2 separate regions of the Mus musculus genome follow, and region 1 is linked to region 2. The links are chromatin contacts, called in public Hi-C maps. All regions are on one chromosome and are shown on one strand. Each heading gives the region's core, a stretch centred on a gene start, on an enhancer-like site or on the middle of the called end of the contact. The rest is flanking DNA. Distances are from core to core; before and after follow the strand shown.

Region 1 (6,560 bases), core at 882-3,381, 42 kb before region 2:
AAGCACTTCAGGATCCTTAGTGTTTGGTTTATTGGAAATCCTCAATTTTCCTGTGGAGGAGCCAGTCTGTCTTAGCACTCCAGCCAAGATGTCCCACCCATTACAGATTCATCATCCCCTTGAGGATAGACTGACAAAGGGCCCCTGTTTACAGTGTTGCTGGCTTTGCTGGACAAATGAAACCCTCTTTCCATAAAGAATGTTGGCCATTATGTTTATTTATTCCTTATGAGTAATAAGTGGTGAGCAGAGAGCTTTTTTGTAGGTGAGCAGTGTTGACTTGCTCTATTTTTCTGGTTCTTTCAACATCAACACTTGCTCTTTTTTAATTGAGGATAATCCTCATCACCAACAAACCAATCCTTTCACTCACTCCTGGTCATCAGCATGCTTTAGAAATGTCAAGGCTAAATTTTTAGAAAGTGGCATAACAACAATTCCACACGAATTTCTCATTGTATACACACTACTGTGCATGGGAATTCTTGCCAGTATTCCTTTTTCCAGATGAACATCTATGTGATTTACCCTCTATATTTTTTATTTTAATCTTAAGATTTATTTTTATTTTGTTTGTGTATCTGTAAGCGTATGTGTATATGTGTGTCTGTGTGTCTGTGTGTGTGTGTGTGTGTGTGTGTGTGTATGTGTGGGTGTGTGTGTTTGTGGAGACCAAAAAATAGTGTTGATCCTCATGCTGGAACAGCAAACACATTTCTGTCCACCCTGTATATTTTTAATAATAGTATTATCAAAATTTACTCCTATACTTCGAACTTCTTAATTTGACATCCTGGTCCCTTTACTAAAGATTTCTGGTTCCATTTTCTGCCTTTTACCTCTATTATTTTTATGAACCCATCTGTAATATTGAACATTATTATTTAAAATGTCTACTTATTTTCTAACTGTGTACTTTATTTATGCTGTTCTTTTAAAAAAAAAGCCACCATTTGCCTACCAACAAATAATTCTTTCCATGTTGCTCATTCACCATATTCAGTTTTCTTTATAGTTTTTGTAGATTCGTTTTACTAATAAAAAGTTAGCATCACATTTATAGTTCTTCTCATGTCCACGCATGTTTCTGTGTGTCTGTGCGCTTCTTTCCTTTGGGTGTTGTGAAGTCCTTGAGCATAGAGTAGCTGTGGTTTGTCTCAGTATTCTCAATGTCCTAATGTCTTGAAAAATGAAAATCATACAATTCTGCAAATATTGTAAAGAGCACTATGCCTTCTTCTTTCCTCTTGTTTGTTTGGCTTGTTGTTATTCCTATCTGCACATATAATTTTGCAAGGTTGGAATTAGGATCAATAAAGCCAAAAGAGCATAAATAATAATTGTTTATATTGAAAAACATGAATTTATAAATGACTTATAAATGATTAGGTAAAATGAGCTTTAGATTTAAAATTATATTATGTATTGTTATGATAATATCTTTAAAGTTAATCCTCTCTTAGGAATCAATTATTCTCACGGATATGACACACACACACACACACATATATATACATATATATGACATAAATATATATATATGACTTGTATTTTGTACTTGTTATAGATATACACATAGAGCCCTGGCTGTCCTGGAACTCACTTTGTAGTCTAGGCTGGCCTCGAACTCAGAAATCCGCCTGCCTCTGCCTCCCAAGTGCTGGGATCAAAGGCGTGCGCCACCATGCCTGGCCACCTTCCTTCTTTTAGGACTTACATTTTTGCTTATTTTCTGTAACTGTTAATTCTTATAGCCTAAGTTATTTATTCTAACTGATATTCCCTAATATAAGTTATATCTAATTTAGTCATATGGTCTATTTTTAATCCTTACAATAAACTTGGACTCTAATACCCTAGTCCTAGCTGTCTGGAAGCCGGTATTCTGCTAGAAGCCTTCAGATGAAGATATAGAACTCTCAATGCCTCCTGCACTATGCCTACCTGGATGTCGTCATGTCCCCACCTTGATGATTATGGACTGAATCTCTGAACCTATAAGCCATCCTATTAACTGTTGTTCTTATAAGAGTTGCCTTGGTCATGGTGTGTGTTCACAGCAGTAAAACCCTAACTAAGACACACCCTAACTGGCTGTTTTATCTAATCATAACATTCCGCCATTTTCAAGTAACCAGAGATGTGCCTAGACTAGATCTTTAGTCTTCTCTGATAAGATGTATGCAGATTCCTTGTGATGTTCTTCAAGGGACTTTAGATGTTCTTCCTGCCTAGTTTTCTCTCCTCCAACAAGAACTTCCTGTGCTAATCTTCTGACAAGACCCTTGTATTCCAGAGCAGACCTCTAGAACTTCTGCTTCTCTGTCTTCCCGATGTTTCCCACAACTTCTTGCTAACCATAATCTGCCACTCCTGTACTGTTCAGTTGATGCATCACCTCCTCAATGTTTGTATTTTGGGAGCCCTGGGCTATAACCCTGGAAAAAGATTCCATTCACTGCCTCCACCCACATTAGTCAGCAGCAGCAGCAGCCCTGGCACCTGGGATATCCACCCTACACAGGTTTAACACCAATTCATGTCCTGGCAGCTTCTAACTCTTTTACTTTCAGGGTGTTTGCCTTTTAACACCTAGATAGAATACTTGGGTGGGGTGCACATAGTATGAATCATCCCAGAACAGACACTCCCTTGGATGAGAAATACCACTGTCAGACATGTTCCCAGGTACCTGCTATGGCCACAGTCCCTTCAAGGAGCAAGCATAATTTTACAAGTTACTCTAGCACAGTCACCATGGATACAACCACCCCTGCTATCACCACACATGGATGGCTGAACTAACAGCACATTATCTAGTCTGGCCTCAGATGAAGATGTTGGTTACTGGTTTGCTATCCTAGCTGCCTACAAGAGTCATTAGGAAAGCTTACTAATGTTCAAGCACCTCTCTTAGAATAAAAATTAATTGTTTGAGGTATGATGAGTTATGCTCTTTTTTTTCTCACTGAGATACATTGTGAACTGCAAACAGAAAACTATGCATAAAACACTGATGATTAAGTAACTTCACTGAACTATAGACAAGAACAGAAAATTCCACAAGACTTTGTTTTCCTCCCCTCAAATGACCTATATGAACAACAAGCTAATGTTCTACTCCATAAGCCCTTCTGTTAGTGTGTGTGCATGTGCATGTGCATGTGCATTTGTGTACTCGCGCACTTCAAAATATGTAACCATGTATGTGGAATGAACATGTATGTAAAAGTGTGTGTGCATTAATCCCTATGTGCACGTGGATGTAACAGAACAACTCTGGTGTGGTTTTTCATACTCCATGTTTTGTGAGGAAGAGTCTCTTGCTGACTTGGAGCTCAGTAAGCCAGAGCACCTGGGTAATGAGCCCCAGAGATTCACCTGTCTAGACCTCTCCAGCATTGGAGTCACACCACGAACTCCTCAGCCTAGCTCATTCAAGTGTGTTCTGGGGATGAATTCAGATCCTCATGCTTGCAATAAAATCATTTTATCGGTTGCTCTCTCTCTCTCTCTCTCGTTCTCTCTCTCTCTCTCTCTCTCTCTCTCTCTCTCTCTCTCTCTCTCTCTCTCTCTCTCTCTCTCTGCCCTTGCTATTCATTTTTGCACAGCACACAAAGTAATGAGTTTCACTGTGATGTTTTCTTGAGAAAATGTCTATATACTTTACTTGCTCTGCCATCTAACTGTCATTACCTGTTATCCTCAACCCACGTGAGCTTTTGTTAACCCAATGAGCTTTTCTTACATCCATAACACACATGTTCGAATATATAGTTTTTTTGCCCTTTCACCCCATAACCATTGTTTTCTCCCCTCTTATATTTTCCCTTCTTCTAATTTGATGACTTGCAGATAATATGCACATACAGTTGCATGCCCTGCATCTGTGTTAGGGTGTGCATGCACACACACACACACACACACACACACACACACACACACACAGAGAGAGAGAGAGAGAGAGAGAGAGAGAGAGAGAGACTTAAATCTACATTCCACATATGAAAGAAAACAGTGTATTTGTCCTTCTGAGTCTGGTTTACATAACGACATAATGATTTCCAGTTCCATGTATTTCCCCACAAAGGTCATTGTCAAATGCAGCTCATGAGGTTTCAAAGGAATATAAGGACTCCATGACTAACTGGACCCGAGGCTCCTATATTTGCTTGTTGTGAGCTCTTTTTTCCTTCTTTTGAGAACTCTATGCAATATCTTGGCCAATTTATGGAAGCATGTTTTTATTAAAATATAATTGCATTCATTTACTTCTTCCCTTTCCTCCTTCCAAAAAGTTAGAGGGTTTGGGATTTAAGTTTTGCAGATCTTTAAAGGCCCTAATTATTTATCTTCTGTCTGATTTAGAGTGGGTATGACAGCTAGAATTGATTATCAACTCAATATGCTACTGGGCATATCTGTGAGGGGTTAGCTCCTCATATTTTTAAAGTTTTCTTAAAATGTATTTATTCTTTGATAATTTTGCATGTATGCATATACATAGTGCTTTGATCATTTTCCCTCCACTGATTTTTCTTATGTTCCACCCCCTCTAAATTAGCAAGCAGCCTTCTTCCCAACAAAGCCCCTCCTACATGTGTATGAGTGTGTGTGTCTGTGAGCATGTGTGTGAATATGTTTGTGTGTGGAGAGTGAATGTTTCTCTGAATGTGTATATGTGTGTGTGAGTATGTAAGGGAGTATGTGTGTGAGCGTGTATCATGTATCAGTGTCTGTGTGAGTAAGTTTGTGTATGTTTGTATGTGTGAGTGTGTATCTGTGTGTGAGTAGGTATGTATATGAGTCACATTGTATTTTACTAAGGTTGCTTGCGTAAGTATAAATGTTGGGCTTTTTGCTTGAGCAAGCAACTTACCAGTGACTACATCATGAGGATTATGACTTTCCTGCCTTAGCAACCTTTAACAGTCTGTAACTGATGTAACTCTCAGGGAGAGGACCATCTCCATAAGCCCCTTCCTCATGCATCATCTAATGACGATGTGTCCAGTCTGGTGCAGTAACCACCACTGGTATGAGTTCATGAGTGTAAGACCCGTATGATGCCCAGAAGATAATATTTCTATGAGGGGATGGTTTAATTAAAGCATGAATACCAACTCTAAATGTTTGCAACCCATTCCATGGGCTTGGGCCTTGGTCAGTGAGCTAAGCACCAGTCAGTACTCATCACCCTCTGCATCCTGGCTGTCGATAATATGTTGCCAGTTGCCTCACATTCATGCCATCATGTCTTCCTCATCATGATAGACTGAACCCTAAACACTAGCCAAATAGACCCTTCCTTCAGTGAGTTGCTTTTGTCGGGCTTGTTGTCAGGGGAATTGGAAAAGTAAACACAGACAATTGGGGACATCAGGAGGTCTGGCCACATAATTTGGGGGTCTTTCCAATTGGTCTGTGGGATGCAGAAATGTGCAAACATATAACATTTTGATCTAGAAAATCTCTAGAGTGTGGCAAGCAGAATTTAGTGGCCCATTCTGTTGGGAGTTTGAAGACCAGAATACTGAATGGAATATTGAAGAATGGAGACCCAGCTCATGAATTTTAGAAAATAACAAGAACTCTATAAGTAATGGGATCAGAAGCATTTATACTCTAACAAAACTTTAGCTGAATTTTCCACCAAATCCCAAGAACTCATGTGTGGTTGAATTATAAAAACAAAAACAAAAACAAGAACAAAAAACCAGATTAACTTATTTTGTAGAAAGAATTTCAAGACAGGATAACAGTCATACTGTGCCATAACTACTGTTCACTGTTCATATACATTTTAAAAAGAAGTGTAGCAGAAAGAAGACATATGGGCAGTTTGGTAGGGAATTGTAAACAAGTTCAATGCCAGTCAGGGCAAGTTCAAAAGCAGCCTACTTAGTACAGAGACTAGTGGCACTAACTAGAAGCTTAGTGTTCTTCACTGAAACAGCAGGAAAGGCATTCTAAGGATTAAACCCCACCATTCATTTGAAAGGAAAGCTAAAAATGTTTCTAAAGGAGACCTTCTCCAAGACAACTACTAAAGAATGTGTTTCCCCAAGATCAGCACATAAAGGCCAATGCAACAGTCATTTGAGTGGAGCAAGATACATCCAGACCTTGTATAGAATCTGGCAGTATCATCCAAATGGCATTGATTTTATTAAAAATTGGGAAATGATGCAGAGTAGCACCACAATTTCAAAGAGCCACTGTGGCCAGGGAATGAATGGTAGTGACACTGTACCTTAAAGGAGGCTCTGGGTGACCAATATGCAAAGTTGTATAGATAGCACTCATGTTGCAATGGTGACATCAGGATGCTGTAATGCCAGCCTGTAGGATATCCACAGGGGAAAGTTTAAGGTAGGTCTGTCTCCAGAGAGAGGCTGAATTTTCTGTAGACAGCAGAGCTGGAGGTACAGGGCTAACCAACCACTTTGGTGTCTAGATGATTTAATCATAAACCCCAGATGCTAAATAGTGGTTCTGGGTTTAGTATTTTCTTGATTTATTTTGCTTTTTCTTTGGCATTTACCTATTCCTCCTTTTTG
Region 2 (7,053 bases), core at 4,463-6,962:
TCTCTCTAGAAATTTGTCCATTTCGTCCAGGTTTTCCAGTTTTATTGTGTATAGCCTTTTGTAGAAGGATCTGATGGTGTTTTGGATTTCTTCAGAATCTGTTGTTATGTCTCCCTTTTCATTTCTGATTTTGTTAATTAGGAAGCTTTCCCTGTGCCCTCTAATGAGTCTGGCTAAGGGTTTATCTATCTTGTTGATTTTCTCAAAGGACCAGCTTCTCCTTTGATTGATTCTTTGAATTGTTCTTCTTGTTTCCACTTGGTTGATTTCGCCCCTGAGTTTGATTATTTTCTGCAGTCTACTCCTCTTGGGTGAATTTGCTTTCTTTTTTTCTAGAGCTTTTAGGTGTGTTGTCAAGCTGCTAGTGTGTGCTCTCTCTAGTTTCTTTTTGGAAGCACTCAGAGCTTTCCTAGTGTCCCATAAGTTTTGGTATGTTGTGGCTTCACTTTCATTAAACTCTTAAAATGTCTTTAATTTCTTTCTTTATTCCTTCCTTGACCAAGGTATCAAGGAGAAGAGTGTTGTTCATTTTCCACGTGAATCTTGGCTTTCCATTATTTATGTTGTTATTGAAGATCAGCCTTAGTCCTGAATGGGACGATTTCAATATTTTGTATCTGTTGAGGCCTGTTTTGTGACCAATTATATGGTCAGTTTTGGAGAAGGTACCATGAGGTGCTGAGAAGTAGGTATATCCTTTTGTTTTAGGATAAAATGTTCTGTAGATATCTGCTAGATCCATCTGTTTCATAAATTCTGTTTGTTTCACTGTATCCCTGTTTAGTTTCTGTTTCCACGATCTGTCCATTGATGAAAGTGGTGTGTTGTAGTCTCCCACTATTATTGTGTGAGGTACAATATGTGCTTTGAGCTTACGAAAGTTTCTTTAATGAATGTGGCTGCCCTTGCATTTGGAGCATAGATATTCAGAATTGAAAATTCCTCTTGGAGGATTTTACCTTTAATGAGTATGAAGTGTCCCTCCTTGTCTTTTTTTGATAACTTTGGGTTGTAAGTCAATTTTATTTGATATTTGAATGACTACTCCAGCTTGTTTCTTCAGACCATTTGCTTGGAAAATTGTTTTCCAACCTTTCACTCTGAGGTGGTGTCTGTCTTTTTCCCTGAGATTGGTTTCCTGTAAGCAGCAGAATGTTGGGTCCTGTTTGTGTAGCCAGTCTGATAGTCTATGTCTTTTTATTGGGGAATTGAGTCCATTGATATTAAGAGTTATTTTGGAAAAATAATTGTTGCTTCCTACTATTTTTGTTGTTAGAGTTGGCATTCTGTTCTTGTTGCTGTCTTCTTTTTGGTTTGTTGAGGGATTACTTTCTTGCTTTTTCTAGGGTGTGGTTTCTGTCCTTGTGTTGGTTTTTTTCTGTTATTATCCTTTGAAGGGCTGGATTCCTGGAAAGATAATGTGTGAATTTGGTTTTGTCATGGAATACTTTGGTTTCTCCATCTAAGGTAATTGAGAATTTGGCCTGGGATGGCATTTGTGTTCTCTTAGTGTCTGTATAACGTCTGTCCAGGATCTTCTGGCTTTCATAGTCTCTGGTGAAAAGTCTGGTGTAATTCTGATAGGCCTGCCTTTAAATGTTACTTGACCTTTTTCCCTTACTGCTTTTAATATTCTATCTTTATTTAGTGCAGCTGTTGTTCTGATTATTATGTGTCAGGAGGAATTTCTTTTCTGGTCCAGTCTATTTGGAGTTCTGTAGGCTTCTTGTATGTTCATGGGCATCTCTTTCTTTATGTTTGGGAAGTTTTCTTCTATAATTTTATTGAAGATATTTGCTGGCCCTTCAAGTTGAAAATCTTCATTCTCATCTACTCCTATTATCCGTAGGTTTGGTCTTCTCATTGTGTCCTGGATTTCCTGGATGTTTTTAGTTAGGATCTTTTTACATTTTGTATTTTCTTTGATTGTTGTGCCGATGTTCTCTATGGAATCTTCTGCACCTGAGATTCTCTCTTCCATCTCTTATATTCTGTTGCTGATGCTCGCATCTATGTTTCCAGATTTCTTTCCTAGGTTTTCTATCTCCAGCATTGCCTCATTTTGGGTTTTCTTTATTGTGACTACTTCCCTTTTAGGCCTTGGATGGTTTTATTCAATTCCATCACCTGTTTGGTCGTGTTTTCCTGCAAATTTTAAAGGGATTTTGTGCTTCTTCTTTAAGGTCTTCTACCTGTTTAGGAGTGTTCTCCTGTATTTCTTTAAGTGAGTTATTAAAGTCCTTCTTGATGTCCTCTACCATCATCATGTGATATTCTTTTAAAATCAGGGACTATCTTTTTGGGTGTGTTGGGATGCCCAGGACTGGGTGGGGTGGGAGTGCTGCGTTCTGATGATGGTGAGTGGTCTTGGTTTCTGTTAGTAAGATTCTTACGTTTGCCTTTCGCCATTTGGTAATCTCTGGAGTTAGTTGTTGTAGTTGTCTCTGGTTAGATCTTGTCCCTCAGGTGTTTATGTTAGCTTCTATCAGCAGTCCTGGGAGACTAGATCTCTTCTGAGTTTCAGTGTTCAGGGTATTCTCTGCAGTCAAGCTCTCCTCTTGCAGGGAAGGTGCCCAGATATCTCGTGTTCGACCCTGCCTCCTGGCAGAAGTTGTGATCCACTCACAGAGGTCTTAAGATCCCGTGGAGGGTCCTGTGGGTAGCTTTCGGGTGTCCGCAGACTCAGCGCCCAAGCTACCCTTGTGCTGATGGTGACCGGAAAGGACTTGTGCTCCTGATCAGGCCGGGTTTTCTGCTTCCCTATTTAATGCAGTCTCAGGTCCCACGCGATTGGATTGGAGCAGCAGCTGTGTCTACTCACCAGAGGACTTAAGATCCTGTGGAGGGTCTTGTGGGTAGCCTGCTGGTGTCTGCAGACTCCGCACCCAAACTACCCCGGTGCTGGAGGAACTAGAAGGGACCTAATCAAACTTTTAAAGGCACATCTTAAGCTTTTTGCAGAAAGCAGATAGACATACAAATCCCTATACTCCAGAATCTCAGGCTTTGAACATGCCCATAGCACATGGAGCCCTACCTCACAGACTTACTCCTCAGTATGAGGCATTTATAGAGACAGTGGTTTTTAACCTTGGTTTCAGAAAAGAAACAACTGGGAAGCATCTGCAAATCTCATTGGTTAGGTCGTTATCTTTGTCAGGGTTTCACTGCTATGAAGAGGCACCATGCCGGGCATGGTGTCACACACCTTTAATCCCAGTACTCGGGAGGCACAGGCAGGTGGATTTCTGAGTTCGAGGCCAGCCTGGTCTACAAAGTGAGTTCCAGGACAGCCAGGGCTATACAGAGAAACCCTGTCTCGAAAAAAAAAAAAAAAAAAAAAAAAAAAGGCACCATGACCAAAGCAACTCTAACAAAGAAGAGCGTTTAATTTGGGGGCTGGCTTACAGTTTCAGAGGTTCATCATTACCATTTTGAAGGAAAGAATGACAATATCCAGGGAGACGAGATGCTGGAGAAGGAGATGAGAGTTCTATATCTTGATCAGAAGGCAGCCATGAGGATGCTCTGATTTCATACTAGGTAGAAGTCAGGCATAGGAGGCCTCAAAGCCCACCTCCACAGTGACACACTACCTCCATCACCTACTCCAATAAGACCACATCTTCTGATAGTGCCACTCCCCATAGACTAAGCATTGAAACATGTGAATCTAGCAGAGCCAAAGCTATTTAGTACTACACTATACCAATTGAATCAGAATCCCTCAGAGCTAGGACCAAATATAAATTTTTATCATCTCATTCCAATGTTTTAAAAAATCTGAAGGGTTACTTAAGTGAATAATCAACCATATGTTGTAGAGAAGTACAACACAAAGCTTAAAAGACACGCCCCAACTGGGAGCCACTAGGTTGTTTGTGAGCTATGGACTATAGGCTTTGAATTCTGTCTAGGGTCTTTTCTCCTAAGTTTTTTTTTAGCTTTGTCCTGCAGAAGGTTTAGCAACTATTTTATCAGAGCACATTGAATTCCACTTAGTATGTTCTACATTTTTAGTTTGTATCAGACTCCTGTGACCTGTGTTCATTTCCTGCATTTCACTGTAAACTTGCAGAAGTGAGGACACTGGTATGATCACATCTTCTTTCCCCCATCATCCACACACCAGGGGCAGGCACTTAGAGATATTAATTTAGTGACACGTGTTCAGTGATATAGGAATGTCTATGATGTAGAGCTGAGACATGCAAAATTATCTTCACAGCTGATCTGTCTCCTAGATAGCATTTTTTATTCCGTGTGCTTCAAACCCTTCTCCAAATAGATCCATAATTTTAGACTCTGCCACCTTTATCTGAACAGTTCATCACCAGGAGAAAAAAAAAAAAAACTCTTTGCTAATTCTGGAGCACTGACCATCTAAGGCAAGATTTGCCATGAATGGAAATAGACAATTTTGAGAATTTTGGTGTAAAAATTAATATGTACATGAATCAGTTTTTTTTTTTCAGAGTTATTTAGCCAGCGCGGTTCATGGCCAAAAGGGTGAGAAACTCAACAAGAAGAAGGGAAAGGTTGCGACACTAGCCACCTTTTTTGAATAGTGACCATTTTACACAAAGACTTTCTTCAGCAAATTCGGGTCAGTTGGACAATATATGCGGTTCTTTCCCGTTGGTTATCTTTCCAATGGCCCAGAGACTGAGGTGAGATTCCCACAGACAGTTCCAGACAAACAGAAGTCCTCCCAGGGAATTGCAGGCTGGACTCCAGAGTCTAACACACTTTCCCCCCCTTTTTCTGGGAGTGTGGAGCCAAGGGACAGAAAAGAGGGGAACACCTTGGCTAAGAAGGTATTTATGACCCAACAGACGGGGAGGAACAGGAAAGCCTCCAGCTAGTTCCTTGGACTCTGGCAGCTGTTTCTGTCAAGTTTCCCACTTCTAGATTGATGTTCATTGCTTAAGTCCTGGGGTACTGGGTTTGTTAAACTGACTCTTTGTTCAACTCTCACAATAGGGATTTATGTCTGAATATCACTGGACATGTTGGGCATTTGGCTGCTTTGGATGAGGTAAGTAACAGAGGCCCAGTGCACATCTGGAAAACTGCCAAAGGCAGAACTTAATGTACAGCTCCACTTTCCTCCAGCGGTCTGAACAGGAAACTCGGGTTATTTATCGTTCTTGCCCAGTCTTCACATTCAATACAGGAACACATCCACACTTAGCCATGGGAGAAAGCAAGAGGGAGGAGACCCTGCCCTACAGGAGGGCGGGAAGCTTCTATTTTTGTGGGGCAGAGCTAGGTTCATCCTTTGCTTATTCTTAGCTGTATAAACTTGGGCAAACCCCTTTCTCCTCAAACCTACTCAACTGGCCAGGGGCCCTCCTCCCCTTCTCTAGAGCTTTTCAGGCAGTCTGAAATGCCCCTTCATGTTGCATCTAAGAGTGAAGGACTGCAAAGAGCAAGTCCACATAGATTCCAGAAAACGACTGTGGACCTCACTTCCCCAAGTGCTGAAGATAAAGCAACACCATCGTCTTCTGCCACCCACAAGGGACCCCACACGCAAAACTTGTCCCCAGGGGTCGGCCTCTCAGGACTGTGCTAGCTCTCAGGCAGCTGGAGCGCGGCTCGCGGAGGCTCGGCGGCAGGAGGAGCGTGTGAGCTGGAGGCGTCCCTTTAAGAGCGGCCAGCTGGGCGAGCCTCCGCCTCCAGGACCGCAGCGCTGCCGGCGGTCACCTGGGGCTGTCGCGCAGCGGGATCACGGCAGGATCGGCTCGCTAGCCCTCGGAGTTGGAGCGGGGCTCGAACGTGAGTTGCGGTGGGGCAGGCAAGAAGCGCGACGATCTCCCTCCACGGGTCCGGCGGAGGATGCGGGAGAGCACGTGGGTGTCGCTGCTGTTGCTGCTACTGCTGCCCACACCGCAGCGGGGCGGCCCCCAGGACGGTCGCCGGTCCCCGGAGCCAGAGCCCGAGCGCGGCCCGCTGCAGCCCTTCGACCTGCTCTACGCCAGCGGCGTGGCTGCCTACTACAGCGGCGACTATGAGCGAGCGGTGCGGGACCTGGAAGCCGCCCTGAGCAGTCACCGGCGCCTACGGGACATCCGCACGCGCTGCGCCCGCCACTGCGCGGCGCGCCGTCCGCTCGCGCCCCCCGGCGCCGGCCCCGGAGCCGAGCTGCCCTTCTTCCGCGCGGTGCTGGAGCGGGCGCGCTGCTCCCGCAGCTGCCAGAGCCAGCGCCTGGGCGGCCCCGCGTCCCGCCACCGCGTCAGCGAGGACGTGCGCAGCGACTTCCAACGCAGAGTTCCCTACAACTACCTGCAGAGGGCCTACATCAAGGTACTGAACGTGGCTGCGCCCATCGCGGGTGACCCTAGGGTTGGCTTTGTGGGATAGGGGGTGGGGTGGGAGGGAGCATTGCTCTACACTCCATCCAGCCTTTCGCAGTGGCTCTGCTTTGCGTGCAAGTAGAAGCCCAGAGACTAGACTAGATGAAAGTGGGCAGATCAGCTTTGCTCTCTGTCTCAGCGTCCTCTTCACTCGCAAAAATGGGCTGTGCCAAGAAGAGCATATCAAAAGTGTCTTTCAACACTTCGGTGGTTGTGCTCTACCTAGACCTAGAGTAAATTCTTTGACATAGCCCACTCCTGATCTCCTTTTAGCTATCCCTCTTACTCTGCAGTCTGATCTTCTAAGTTTAAGAAACGGCCCTAAACGGTCCTAAAAGTTATTTCTCTTCAACTAAAGAAGAGCAACGAGATAAAAAGTCGTGGAGGAATGATGCTTGAAGCTGTATGAGGCAATCTACTGAAAGTGCGGATTTCTTTGGTACTGGTTTAGGTTCCTGGGGTTCCCACCATTTAGGACCACTTCACCTCAGATGCCCAGCGCTCTCTGCTTTTACTTGCGTCTATGTACCTTCCCCGGAGTTGCTGTCAGGAGGTATACAATCAAAACTGGCATACCCCAGAGCCCCAGTTAAAAAGACCTAACTAGCTGCATGGCAAAAATGTAGAATGAATTACCCAGCCCCTCACTTCCACAAACTCATGTTTCTCAGGGTCACATTTCTTATGCCTATCT

Evidence for each region. Hi-C and Micro-C count contacts between places; a contact is called where the count stands out from the background.
Region 1: a contact with region 2 is called in a Hi-C map of epidermal suprabasal cells, with 2.2 times the contacts expected there. The contact joins the enhancer-like site here to the promoter of P3h2 in region 2. A contact is called at or near these places in 1 of 39 promoter capture datasets (macrophages), 2 of 15 datasets of contacts at CTCF or cohesin (CD8 T cells and the NIH/3T3 cell line), 2 of 484 Hi-C or Micro-C datasets (the N1E-115 cell line and epidermal suprabasal cells), 1 of 115 datasets of contacts at active chromatin or transcription factors (embryonic stem cells) and 3 of 9 other capture datasets (adipose tissue, liver and pancreatic islet).

The regions. Positions count from the first base shown.
Region 1 is chr16:26,143,017-26,149,576 of GRCm38.p6, reverse strand. No RefSeq gene overlaps it. Among named protein-coding and RNA genes, the nearest start is that of P3h2, 40 kb to the right of the region's middle. Within about 2 kb of position 2,131, at least 9 of the 459 cell types and tissues checked have an H3K27ac peak or open chromatin away from gene starts, as enhancers often do. A contact at or near this core is called in epidermal suprabasal cells, where this site is marked.
Region 2 is chr16:26,104,472-26,111,524 of GRCm38.p6, reverse strand. P3h2 (prolyl 3-hydroxylase 2) reads left to right here and starts at 5,712. Exons shown (of 15, transcript NM_173379.3): 1 at 5,712-6,309. The coding sequence starts at 5,842.